Linked DNA regions of Mus musculus: region 2 is linked to region 1. The links are chromatin contacts, called in public Hi-C maps. All regions are on one chromosome and are shown on one strand. Each heading gives the region's core, a stretch centred on a gene start, on an enhancer-like site or on the middle of the called end of the contact. The rest is flanking DNA. Distances are from core to core; before and after follow the strand shown.

Region 1 (2,715 bases), core at 62-2,561:
TAGAGAAGGATTTTAGTGTTAATTATTTCTACTGTATCATAACTACAGTTGACTTTCAATAAAAGTAGTGCTGAGGAATATGAATCTCTCAAATGAACTTTCAGAGTAGGTTCCCATGAATTTCCCTGGTTTTAAATGCCTTTACAGTGAAGATTTGGAAACACTTTGACAATAATATTTCTCTGTCTGGTAAAAGACCAAATGGTTTTAGGTGATAAGCTCTTTCTTAAAGACAAAATAGATTGCTAAATAGTATTGAAAATCATAAGTGAGCAATTTTTATGATTTGACCCAATTTTTATGATTATACCTGCTGGATTGGCTTTGCACTCATCCTTCAAAACAGTGGTTTTGTTTGTTTCTTTCTTTCTTTTGTTATTTTCACAATTATCTCCTGTGTATTCATTATTATTATATGAATCTTCCCATAGAGACAGAATTTACATAGTTGATGTCAGGACTGTGAACACATCATCTATAATGGGATCAATTCTGTTGTTAGAATTCCTCTCAGAATGCTTTGTTTGGCGTTCTTTAAAAGCTTCTCGTTCATATGACATTTAGTGCAATGGGAAACAAATCTCAAGGTTCCCAGACAGTTTTTAGGTTTTATGCTCTTCCTGCAATGGGGGTTAGATCATAGTAGCTGCCACTTTGCCATTTTTCTAAATGGGCACAAAACACAAACTTAGAGAAAAAATGGGATTAAAGTTCATCATGACTGAGTAAACTTTGACATGAAAAAGAATTTCTTGCTGAGACAGTTATTTTAACTCAACAACTTATTGAAATAGATTATAGGGCTCCAAGATCCCAAGCGCCTTGAAAAAACATTAAATTAAAAGAAATTGAGGTTTATAACCAATGTAAACATAATCCACATTTTACTTTTAAATTCATATGCCTCAATGTAATTTGTTGATAGTGACAGCAATGGACATAAAAGCAATTTAATATCTTTTTTGAGCTATATGGAATTTGTACATTTTTCCGGTCAAAGGTTTAAGAGTTTTGTTTTTCCCTCAGAACAGATATTTATGGTAAAGACAAAGCAAAGGAGTTTGACTCCTGAAACTGGGAGGAATTCCAGACAACACAAAATTCAGACATGTGAGGTTGGTGGGAACTGGCTTACCAGTTCTGATTCCAGTATGAGCTGGGGTTATCAGTAATGTATATGATCCTTTGCCAAGTGCTTAGCTCACAATCATACATCCCTATTTTTCTTGCCATATCCATGATGACAGTGTGAGGGGAGGTACTGTGATCATAGTTCCCTACTTGACAAAAGAGAAACCTGAGCATGGTACCATTCAGTGAGAAGCTAATGTTGCATGACTAATTTTTATGAGTCAAGGTTTCCCTTGAAGCCTTGCTCCAAAACCTATTTTTTAACCATTGTTCTTTACTGTTTCTTGAAGTAATGTCAGAAGGACTATTGAAGCTATAATATCAGTGGTTATTTCTAAGTGCAGTGCATGATATGCACATGGGGTAAAGGCGTGACAATCCCAGCCATTCATCATTGTATAAGTTCCTCCATAGGACAGAATTCTTTTGTAATGGTTTCTGAACTGATTTTCACAATTCCAGCCAGATGAACCATTGCAGTGAAAAGGTCAGAATGTCCATTAGACATGGGTGTTATCTGAAAAGACTAGATTACTTCCTAACTTGATTGTTCCAGCAAATGAGGGCTTTCCAATGGCTGTACCACAGCCCTCTGAGTATTGTTCATTGAGACATAACAACTTTACCACTGGGTCTCTAGCTGAAGCACAGATTCCCAACCTGCATGGTGAGGTCTCCTTCTGGTTCTCAGATTTTGGAATGTGAATCCCATTGTGCAACCTGACTTTTAACTCTGGCTGTGTTAGAGTCACCTGGAGATTCTCAAAAGTAATGAGAGTTAAAAAAAAAAAAAGCAAGTCTTGATATTTTCCTCTGCATATTTTTACCTGGCATAAAATGAGTACAGCAGATTAAAAAGAGAAAACTTACTAACAAATTCCAGTGTGCAGATTGATTTAAGAATTCTGTCTTTATAAAGTTCGGTCTATTGAGATTTCATTTATTGTAGCTCTTGGTGTGGTTAGGTGGGCTCTCTGATTTGTCGGAAGAATGTCTCCTTGCACAGCCTGTGAGTAATCTTCTTTCTTTACTTCAATATAATTTGCACATGTTGAATTTGAATTCTGTTGTGGTATCATTTAAATGTGATATGCATGGATTTAGGACAGGACTTCAGGATTTATAAAAACTTATTCAGATAATTACAATGTTATTAACTATATTTACCTCCGTCTCCCAGAAATCTCACTGCAAAATATTTTGTATTAGTATAAAATTATAGGGGATTTAAATGACCATTATCATGGGATGGATATTTTTATTTTGTGTGCTTCTAACTTTGTGAGACCTTTATTGATCCTGGATACTAATTCCCTGTTATATGTATAACTGGAATTTTTCCTCTTATTCTGTAGGATGTTTCTTTATTCTGGAATTTTCTTGCTCTAAAGCCTCTTCTAATTCAATGCAATCCTGTTCATCCTTTTCAGAAATTCCCTGTCTTTTCTATATCCCAGTGTTCCCTGCATTTTCACCTAGCAGTTTTGAAGTTTGCCATTTTACCCCATGCCTTCTTCTCATGTAATTTATTGTAGCAGACAATCACTGATTCTCCTTCCTGACCACTCGTTTCCTCTGCACGTA
Region 2 (2,853 bases), core at 317-2,816, 320 kb before region 1:
CTGTAATGATGATTTTTCTTTCAATATAATTTTGAAAATATGTTGTTTTCCATTTGCCTTCACTCCAATGTGTAATATAGATATCCTTTGAATGAATATGCATGCTCTTTGATTCTCCAAGATTTTCATTGAAGGAGCATTTAAAAGGCTGAAAGATTCCTTTGTACTATGAGAGCTATAACTTAGCTATGCTCTGCATTAATTAGGCTTATCTGGAGAACATATACTATTTTCATCACATATTTTCAATAAGAATAAAATCATACTGACAATCCAGTAATTTATAAATTCACGGGTGGGACATACTTTGGGCCCTAGGAAGATGGCCAATCTTGTCACCCATTGTTGTGGGCCACACTGCATTTGTCATTGTGTGTGCCACACTGCACATGTTGTTGATGAAATGTCTAACCTGAGTTACTCAGAAAAGTTACTTTGGACTAAGAGAAAAGTCAGTGTCTTTTGTGACCTTTTCCTGTTTTACATCTTACACAAAAATTAATAAAAGTAAATAGTTATGTATTAATTTATTAATTTAATTTTTACCTGCTGTGTTCCCAAGTGCTGTAGTGCTGTAGCAGAAAAGTGCATCTAGAAATAGAGTGTCTTTCTTTTGTTACACATTCTTATATACACATACACACACACACAATTGTTGCATCTGATAGAAATTATCTGTAGGGTCTTGGTTAATGTCATAATCATTTCAGTTTCTTTTGTGTTTTCTGTCTCATCATCCATGTGGATACTAGAGACCCTTGAAGAAGCCCTGTCCTACCATGCACAAGTGTCATATATCTGATCCTCTGGGATCATGTGTGGCAGTTTCATGGCCATTTTGGGTGTGCCAGCATTTGAATGTGGAGTGAGATTTAACACACCCTGCTCGATGGTAGACAAGGCTTCTACGTTATGTAAACACTGAATGTCAAACCTGGGTCTTTGAGAAGTTGGGATAAAATAAAACCTATTGAGGTTAAAGTAGATTTATTATGAGTTGGGGTTCCCATTGCCAATATCCAGAAAAAGACTAAGGAGATTTGAAGGAATTGGTTTTCTTAAGGGTTAACAGACATGGTAGTTTTAATTTATTCAATATTGAGGGACTAGTCATGAAGGAGACTCAATTGACTGAAAATTAAATACCTGGACTGAAATTAATAGTTTGTAATTCAGTTCTTCCATATATATGTATACGTATGTATGTGTGTATGTGTGTATGTATGCATGTATGTATGTATGCATGTATTATACACTATGCATAGTCTGTATCATCTCTCTTTAAGCGCATTAAGCATTTAAACATCATGCCACTAGGTGTCAGCAGTAATCTCCTAGGGTTTCCGTGACCCTTGTCACAAAAAGGAACTTTATTAGAACATCATATTTGAAAACAACACTTATCTCATAATTTTAATGAAATATAAAAGTAGAATTGTAAAGATATAAAGTCTTATGAGATTATTTTATGCTTGTTTCTGCTCAAAGTTACTGTACCCTTCCTCTTGGTGTTTCTTATTTCAATATACTTGTAAGGTCTGCACATCTTCTCAGAAAGTGTACTTGATGTTACACCCTCCATTTCCACAGGTGTGCCCTGTGGTGCATACATTATGTATTGCATAAGCATTGGCTCTTTGGATTTTTATTTTCATTGTCATTGCAGATGTGTGTTTTGTAGCTACCAAATCTCAGAAGAGAGTGTGGCATTAATTTTTGAATACCAATACCTGTACCCTGCTCATTTACTAATGCCTAAGATATTCAGAATCTGTTTTGTTATTGCATGGAACTCAGAACATTTAGGAAGACAACACACTAATTGTGAATGCTTTCTCACCAATTGACAAAACAGCATGGAGATAGGAAAACTATATGTTCTGTGAATTGCAATCCACAATTTAGGCCTTAACAAGGTAGGTAAATATTTATAGACGTTAATAACAAACTATAGCTTGTCAGTGTTCAATGGATGGAATTTATTTGTTGATGCAGTTCTTATCTGGTTAGATTACTTCACATTAGGAGGACTCAGTCTAATCTTTTGGATTTTTGGTGCTAGGATCCTATCCTGAATGACTGTCTATCAACCAAATACCAAGCAGTTTTTATAAATAGTAAAAAAAAAAATAGACTTCTTTCCATCTCTCTTGTTCAGAAAATTTTTGATGTAAGTTGCATTTAAAAACATTTCAACAAAGGCTGTTAAAAGAATATAAAGAGAATTTCTCCCTCAAAGAAAATTCTAACAATGACTCTTCTAATATAAAGTTGCCTCTGCTTCATCCTGAAGTTATTCATTTGTGAGTTTTTAATTTAACTTGTAAGAGAAACATCAAGTTTACTGGAGTTTCGTATCCATTTTAGTAGTAGTAGAAGACTGTGCCGAGATTTTCCCCAACACCGAGGCTGTTAGTTTTAATTATATTCACAGGTGATGAAATCATGCTCCAATTATTTGACCCATGAAATGACCCCACCAGGACTTGATACAGGGGGCAAGTGCTGTGGATACATGAGAAGCACATCATTAGCCAACCTTGAACCTGGGGCCGAAGTGTGCAGCTTACTGGCTCTGTAATGGCCCTAAACCGTGATTCCCCTATTTAATCCCTTAAAAGAGGTCATTGCTGAGATCTGATAGGGCATCTATCATCCATCTGTCTGCTCATGACGTAGATGGAATAGAGATACTGCCAATTTCAACCTAGCTCCACAGTATGCTAACTCTTGCTTCATATCCATGTACATATTTCTCCTTTTTAATTGTAACTCATTATTGAGACTGTATGGCTACATCTTTTCTTGTTATGTATGGCAATTTAGTGCATGTATGCAGTATATTATAATTTA

Evidence for each region. A called contact is a pair of places that touch in the nucleus more often than the background predicts.
Region 2: a Hi-C map of CD8 T cells shows a contact between it and region 1, with 4 times the contacts expected there. The contact joins two enhancer-like sites. A contact is called at or near these places in 1 of 39 promoter capture datasets (the C10 cell line), 4 of 15 datasets of contacts at CTCF or cohesin (CD8 T cells, the G1E-ER4 cell line, large pre-B cells and 1 more), 131 of 484 Hi-C or Micro-C datasets (the 3T3-L1 cell line, 3T3-L1-derived adipocytes, the AML12 cell line and 76 more) and 9 of 115 datasets of contacts at active chromatin or transcription factors (the 230-238 cell line, CD8 T cells, PVALB interneurons and 5 more).

Annotation. Positions count from the first base shown.
Region 1 is chr8:81,799,695-81,802,409 of GRCm38.p6, forward strand. The region is part of intron 7 of Inpp4b (inositol polyphosphate-4-phosphatase, type II); the gene reads left to right. Among named protein-coding and RNA genes, the nearest start is that of Gm25267, 350 kb to the right of the region's middle. Within about 2 kb of position 1,312, at least 13 of the 459 cell types and tissues checked have an H3K27ac peak or open chromatin away from gene starts, as enhancers often do. A contact at or near this core is called in CD8 T cells and regulatory T cells, where this site is marked.
Region 2 is chr8:81,477,550-81,480,402 of GRCm38.p6, forward strand. All of the region lies in intron 2 of Inpp4b (inositol polyphosphate-4-phosphatase, type II), which reads left to right. Among named protein-coding and RNA genes, the nearest start is that of Gm51582, 140 kb to the left of the region's middle. Within about 2 kb of position 1,567, at least 6 of the 459 cell types and tissues checked have an H3K27ac peak or open chromatin away from gene starts, as enhancers often do. A contact at or near this core is called in CD8 T cells and regulatory T cells, where this site is marked.